Linked DNA regions of Pan troglodytes: region 2 is linked to region 1. A link is a contact called in public Hi-C data. All regions are on one chromosome and are shown on one strand. The core of a region is the stretch at or near the end of the contact, and the rest is flanking DNA. Distances in the headings are between cores, read along the strand shown.

Region 1 (3,200 bases), core at 509-3,008:
CACAAATGATCTTTAAGAAGACATATAAAAATATAACATGTAGTACGTACTTTCACTTGAAAAACATACTTACTTGTGCTTGAGAACAAATTTCACATTCTTGTATGCAAAGGCTACCAAATATGTGCTTACTAGGGTCATCACACTATACAAAACAGCAGACTGAATAAGATCCATATGCCATATTCGCCAGTATAACCCTGAATTAAAATAAAAGGGGGAAGAGTACAAAAAGAAACAAAACATTACAACCCCGTAACAAAAGCCTGCGAAATTAATTATAGCTAAGCCTGGTAAAATACCAGGTTATTAGTTATGCAATCCAATAGTATCTGAGGATCTTCAGAAGTGAGATAACCAGTAACAGTATAGTCTCAAGCTTTCCAGTTCAGAACATTTGAAAAACATCACCTTCCTATTACTAGTCCAGATGAGATTTCAACTTCTAAAATGAGAACAAACTCTGGCTCAACGTAATCACAAGTCAGACTTCAAATTTCATTCATCAGGGTACTAGCATGCGAAACACAGGCCATTCCAAAACGCCACGTGCAGTCCCAAACCATAGTTTCCTTGCTGACGTGGCTGTTATCAGAACTCCAAGCAGTGCTATGTCCAATTAGTGAGCCATCATATGGCTTCGCATCACGTTAATGGCACGCTGGGTTGTATAAGGACAAAAGAGAAAAATACATTTAGTTTTAAATGCCCAACAACAGTGCAGCAAAAGACAGGAGTTCTGGAAACTTGAGCTCTACTAAAAACGACCTTGTCCAAGTCTGCAGTTTCCCAACCAAGTGAGAATTCTAGAATTAGTCCAGTAGGATTATTAAAAAGTCTAAATAAGGTAGATCCCTAACCCCTGGCACTTCAACCTCTCTCTTTTTGCAAAAACCAGGAAAATTATGCAATGGTGTGAAGTAGCTCACGTAAAGATGCACTTATAATTCAGTGGGTCACTTCATAGGTTTCTCACCTAATTAATTTATGCAAAATAAGTAATAAGTTTAAAATTTCGTAACGGCAAGCAACAGTTGTATAGAAAAGGGCAGAGGCAGTATGCTTGAGTTTGTCTGTTTAAATAGAGATTCGGGGCCGCCACCCCAGAACTAGTTAACCACCTTCTCCTGGGGTGGAGCTCGGGAACGTGCGTACTTTTAACAAGTGACCTCCCCGAGTGCTGCACAGGACAATCCCAAGCGACAACACTGTGCCCAAAGAAGAGGCTCCGTGCCTCCCCGAGCTCAGGGGAGCTGGAGAGATTGCCGACCCCCGGCCGGCACCCACGCCTTGCCTGCTCGCCGGGTCCTGCCACGTCCCCGCCCAGCCCGACTAGCCGGCGGCCTGCCTAACCCGCCTCGCTCCCAGCACTCACAGATGGGGATGGCAGACACGATGAAAGCGTTCCCGAAGAAGAGCGCGGAGGACTTGGCCGAGAGATTGCGGCTGAAATCCTGCAGGAGCAGGTCCTCCTCAGACTGCTGTTTGGAGCTGCCTTTAGGAGCCATGGCGGAGCTGGAGGCGAGAACAGGGAACGTAGAGCCGGCCGCCAAGGCGGGCAAAGGCCCTTGACTCCGCCCCTGCGGCCGCCGTATCCGCTAACGACCCGTCAGCGCGGCGCGCGGAGGCGGGACCCGGTTTGGCGAAGAGCAAGCGTCCCCAGGATTGGCCAGCTTGGCGCCACTAGATAGGCTTCCGGGCGTGATTGGGCGAGCGGGCCAGACTTCCGGATTCCTGACAAGACACGTGACCCACCCACCTGGAGGAGAGAGAAGGGATTTGTAGTTTAGTCGGTGCTTTAAAAAAAAAATTAACAAAACTTTATTGATATTCCACTTCAGAGCTGCTGACGGACTCACGAGTTCTCAGTTCTTCAGAATTCCAAAATTAAAAGCTCTTCTGGCCCCACGCCATTAGTGCCCTCTGTGCGTACCCAGGACTGAGTACGTTGAAGAAGAAAGAAGAGAAAGGTATAGCTAACTCATGTAAAATCCCTTCTCCTTTACACATCCTTTATTTCATTAAATACCTTGAAGAATCTTATGACGTGCGCACCATTACCGCCATTGCAGCTGAAGAGCCTCAGGGTCGTAGACCTGCGGTGTGGGTCTCCAAGGCATGGGCTCTTCTCACTAAACAATAGGCCACCTCTGTAGGAAGAAGAAAATGGGACTCTTGCTTTTAAGAAACTCATGATCTCATTGATGAAGGCAATATTTAATATATGTCTGATACAAGTTACTACTATTTTATTTTATTTCAACTAGACCTATAGAGTTTTGTGGCTTCCAAAGCCATGCTAAATAAAACATAATACTAAGAACAGGTTGTCTAGGCAGGACTCCCTCTCTGAAGCTCAGAAAGATTAAGTATGTCTATTAAAACAGCTAGATTCCATTTTTAACTCAACACATTATCATTTTTTCTTCAAAAAAAAATTCAACGACATCACTCCCAGCAAATGCTGCTTTTGATTACTGAGAACACTCTAGTGCATTAGGCACAGTTTCCTCAACCTCCAGCCTCCTTATTAACCGTTTGGTAGATATCTTTCTTCCTCACAGTATCCAAATTGTAATCTACCTCCACAGCTTCCTGTTACTAGTCCTAATTGGGCTTTTGTCTTCAATCTTTTCCAGTCTATTCTCTATACAGGTACCAGAGTGAGTTTTCCTGAAATATAAATCCTTCCATTATCTACCACAAGTATTCCTTAATGCCAGAAGTTTTCATTAATTCACCACAAAATGAAAAAGAAAAAAAGACCATCTAGTGAATTTTTCAGAAGATCAAAAGTATTCATTTTAAAATATCTGGGTTTATGTCTTTTTTGATGTTAAAAATGCTCTTTATTACATGGTAGTGATAGAAAAAGAAATTATTATTTTCTCTTACACATACTTCTCCCCCAGTTCTTCCTATCTCACTAAGTTGCATTCTTTTAAACTCATTTGTTGTTCTGGTTAAAATGGTGGGTTTCAACACCAATTATTTTTTTCCTTCTCCATCTATGACCAATTCATAAATAAAACTTTTTGGATCTGTCTCTATAACTAGATTTTCTTCTGCCTATTTATAAACAAACTAAGGATATAAAAAGAAGATAAAAGATAAAAATCAGAGGCTGGGTGCGGTGGCTTATGCCTGTAATCCCAGCACTTTGGGAGACCAAGGTGGGTGGATCACAAGGTCAAGAGATC
Region 2 (3,200 bases), core at 221-2,720, 270 kb after region 1:
TGTGCAAATTCCTGTCCCAGATAGGTACCAGTTTTGGTGCCCTGTATCTAAACTTCCATTATCACAAAATGAGAGCAGTCCTACCCTCACTATCCCTCAGATAAATATGACGAGGATGAATAGCTCTGAAAGTTATTTGGGCTTCTCATAAGCATGTTATACTTGACCACTTGGTTGACTGTCCTCTAGGCCTCTTAATCCTTTCTTCTTTGAGGGAGTGGAAACAGAAAATCAAGGGTAGGCATTGGGCAAAAATATCAGTCAGGTTAAATGTACAAGATACATCTACTAGACTTTTTTTTTTTTTTTTTTTTGAGACAGAGTCTTGCTCTGTCGCCCAGGCTGGAGTGCAGTGGCATTATCTCGGCTCAGGGTAAGCTCTGCCTCCCAGGTTCACGCCATTCTCCTGCCTCAGCCTCCCGAGTAGCCCGAGTAGCTGGGACTACAGGCGCCCGCCACCACGCCCGGCTACTTTTTTGTATTTTTAGTAGAGACGGGGTTTCACCGTGTTAGCCAGGATGATCTCGATCTCCCGACCTTGTGATCTGCCCGCCTTGGCCTCCCAAAGTGCTGGAATTACAGGCCCGAGCCACCGCGCCCAGCCATATCTACTAGACTTTTTAGTGCCAAGGAACAAGGCACTAGTGTTCAGTACTTCCTGGTGTCATTAATTAGTAGTTATCAATAAGCAGTTTGGTGTACCGATACTGCTCTGCGTCATTTAATCACTTCTCTAAATCTATAGGTTCAATTAATTTTCTTTGTATTTACTTAATCTTATTTTATTCAATAGCAAACCAGTCTCTTTGCCTGCTACAGAGCCATCGATGTTTTCTTTGGTTCTTGGAAGAACTGTACTTCGACCTTATATAATCCTCAGAAAGGCAAGATCTGGACTACGAATGAGTCACCTGCTAATTACACCAATGGCTGCTCCTGCCTTGACCAGTCACAGAGTATCACCCTATCTCGGTATGCTGCTCTGCTTGTCGCGTAGTAGGTCAATAAATACTTGTTTTATGAATGAATGTATGAACAAAGGGAAGTTAGTCACGTGTAAGGGTGGGTAGCCTGCGATAAATAAAGTGTAGACTAGGAGGTCTCAAAATACTTTTTGAACTAAGCCCTTAATCTTCACTACTTTGGACTAGAATGGAAATGTCACCAACGCCTTCCCAATTAATTTGTCCTGGCTGTAATGACTGAAACCAGAACTTCCCTTTACACCGATGACCTCTACAGGCATCTCTTTTTCCTCTGCTCAAGAACAGTAACTGCTCACTGCTGTGTCTACCACATAGGCCCCAGAGCAAGGGGTGATAGGTAGGGCTATAGGCTCCCGACTCCCGACTCCCGGCAGTGCCTCTCTCCAACCCCCCACGAGGCTGGGACAGCTCCCTCCATCTCAGCAGTCGCTACCAAGCACCCGACCCACTCTCGCCCGCCTCATCCCTCGATCCCCTTCCCTCCCTCTAACAGCACTCCGCCTAAGACTAGCCCAGCCTTCTGAGCCCCACCACCAGTTTTCCCACTTCCGCCCGGCGCGTGAGACCCTGCGCGATGCAGGGGAGCGCTGACGACAGACGTGGGCCGTGACGTCGCCGCGCCCTGACGTCCAGCCGACTGGCGGCGCGGTCGCCCGGGAGACCGGGAAAGCCGTTTCACACCCGTCCTAGTCGAAGTCGAGGTGAGGGACGATGGCTTTCCTCAGCCTGGGATGACCCGGTCCTCCAAATGCAGTTCCGGAGTGGAGGCGTGCTCGCACCCGGGGAGAGAGCCAGAAAGCTGAGCCGCGGCGCCCCAGCGAGAGCACGAGGCCCCGGGTCTGGACTCCGCCACCACGCTCCTCTGCGGCCCCTTCCTGGTGTCTGCCAGCCCGCGGGGCCCAGGCGCGGTCCGCCTTCCTCCCGGCCCCGGGGAACGCGCGGCTCTGCTTCCTCACCCCCGCACCCTCCTCCTCCTCCTCTTCCGGCCACTGCAGGTCCAGGGGGAACGGGGTTAGAAAGGGACAGATTTGAAAGCCATTCCAGCAGTTTTGTCTGGCCTTGCGGTTGGTTTCTGTGTGGAAGAGCCTGCCGCTTCAGGGAAGTCTTAGGACGTGAACTCCCGCCTTCACCTGCCCCTGACCTGCTTGTTGTGGGTGATTCACGCCATGGGAATGGTTCTTTACGTAAGGGCTTGAAAGCTGAACGTGAGTTAATGGCCTGACGTGACACTAGTGTGAGAAACGGAATTGGAAACGAACAAGGACGTGTCTGCATTTTAAAAAATGTCTTTTCGGTGATCTTGTTAGAGAGGAGGTTCACAAACACCCACGTAGCTGCAGCCACTTATCACTGCACCTCTTGCCAAAGTGCGGTCCACATACGTGCAATGAGAAAGAATTAAAGGGACTTGTTTGATAACACACGCAAAACTATGTAAGACTAAATTTTAAAAATTACAGATTTTCCCTGTTGCCAAAAGGAAAAGAGACCCTTCTTTTTTCTTGAGAAACTTAGTATTTGTGAATGCTTCCTCTATTTAATATGTATGCAAATGTTTTTAAAGACCTAGGAATGCTTTTCTTGAGGACCTGGAAGCCATTTCTTTAAAATGTAAACATCAAGGAAGATAGGGCCCCAATCTCCTTGTCACTTTGGGAGTTTAACCTAGGTGCGTTATTCCTAATTGTAAACACCTGTTTCGTTATGGAGCTGTGCATTACTTAGGAGGAAAGCCGTTAGCTAACACAGGTGGTTACCCCAATTACCAGATGAATTAAAGAGGAAATATAAAAGAATGTATAGAACACTATGTTAAGCCCTCTTACATGAGGACACGTTACCAGTTTCCTTGAGAATGTGTTATGGATTGTGTCTCCTTGGCTGTATAAAAGAGGGATTTCCTTCTGTCTTTGTAACCTCATTAGCAGATTAGCCGTGATGTGCATCAAAGTCTAGTTGAATGCCTAATAAAATTGTTCTCTTTCTGCATTGTGGAGCATTTTCTGGGTTGGCAGGACTTTTAATTTTTAGTTTCCCCCCGATAATCAGAACCTGCCAATTCCTCCCCTTCTTATGCTAAGGCCATAAAGTTGGAATAGATTCACAGACAATGAAGGCACTACACAAAAACTGTTCTACTGGTGCTTTGTTTATACTGTCATTTAGATCCGTGCTCTCAGATAATTTTATGGGTGAAATTTTAAAAGGATGTTT

Evidence for each region. A called contact is a pair of places that touch in the nucleus more often than the background predicts.
Region 2: a Hi-C map of stem cell-derived neural progenitor cells shows a contact between it and region 1, with 2.7 times the contacts expected there. The contact joins the promoter of LEKR1 here to the promoter of SSR3 in region 1. A contact is called at or near these places in 1 of 7 Hi-C or Micro-C datasets (stem cell-derived neural progenitor cells) and 1 of 1 datasets of contacts at active chromatin or transcription factors (stem cell-derived excitatory neurons).

The regions. Positions count from the first base shown.
Region 1 is chr2:159,763,237-159,766,436 of NHGRI_mPanTro3-v2.0_pri, forward strand. It overlaps SSR3 (signal sequence receptor subunit 3), which reads right to left and starts at 1,759. Exons shown (of 6, transcript XM_063807297.1): 1 at 1,376-1,759; 2 at 412-661; 3 at 74-200. The coding sequence starts at 177.
Region 2 is chr2:160,030,695-160,033,894 of NHGRI_mPanTro3-v2.0_pri, forward strand. It overlaps LEKR1 (leucine, glutamate and lysine rich 1), which reads left to right and starts at 1,471. Exons shown (of 15, transcript XR_010155848.1): 1 at 1,471-1,687.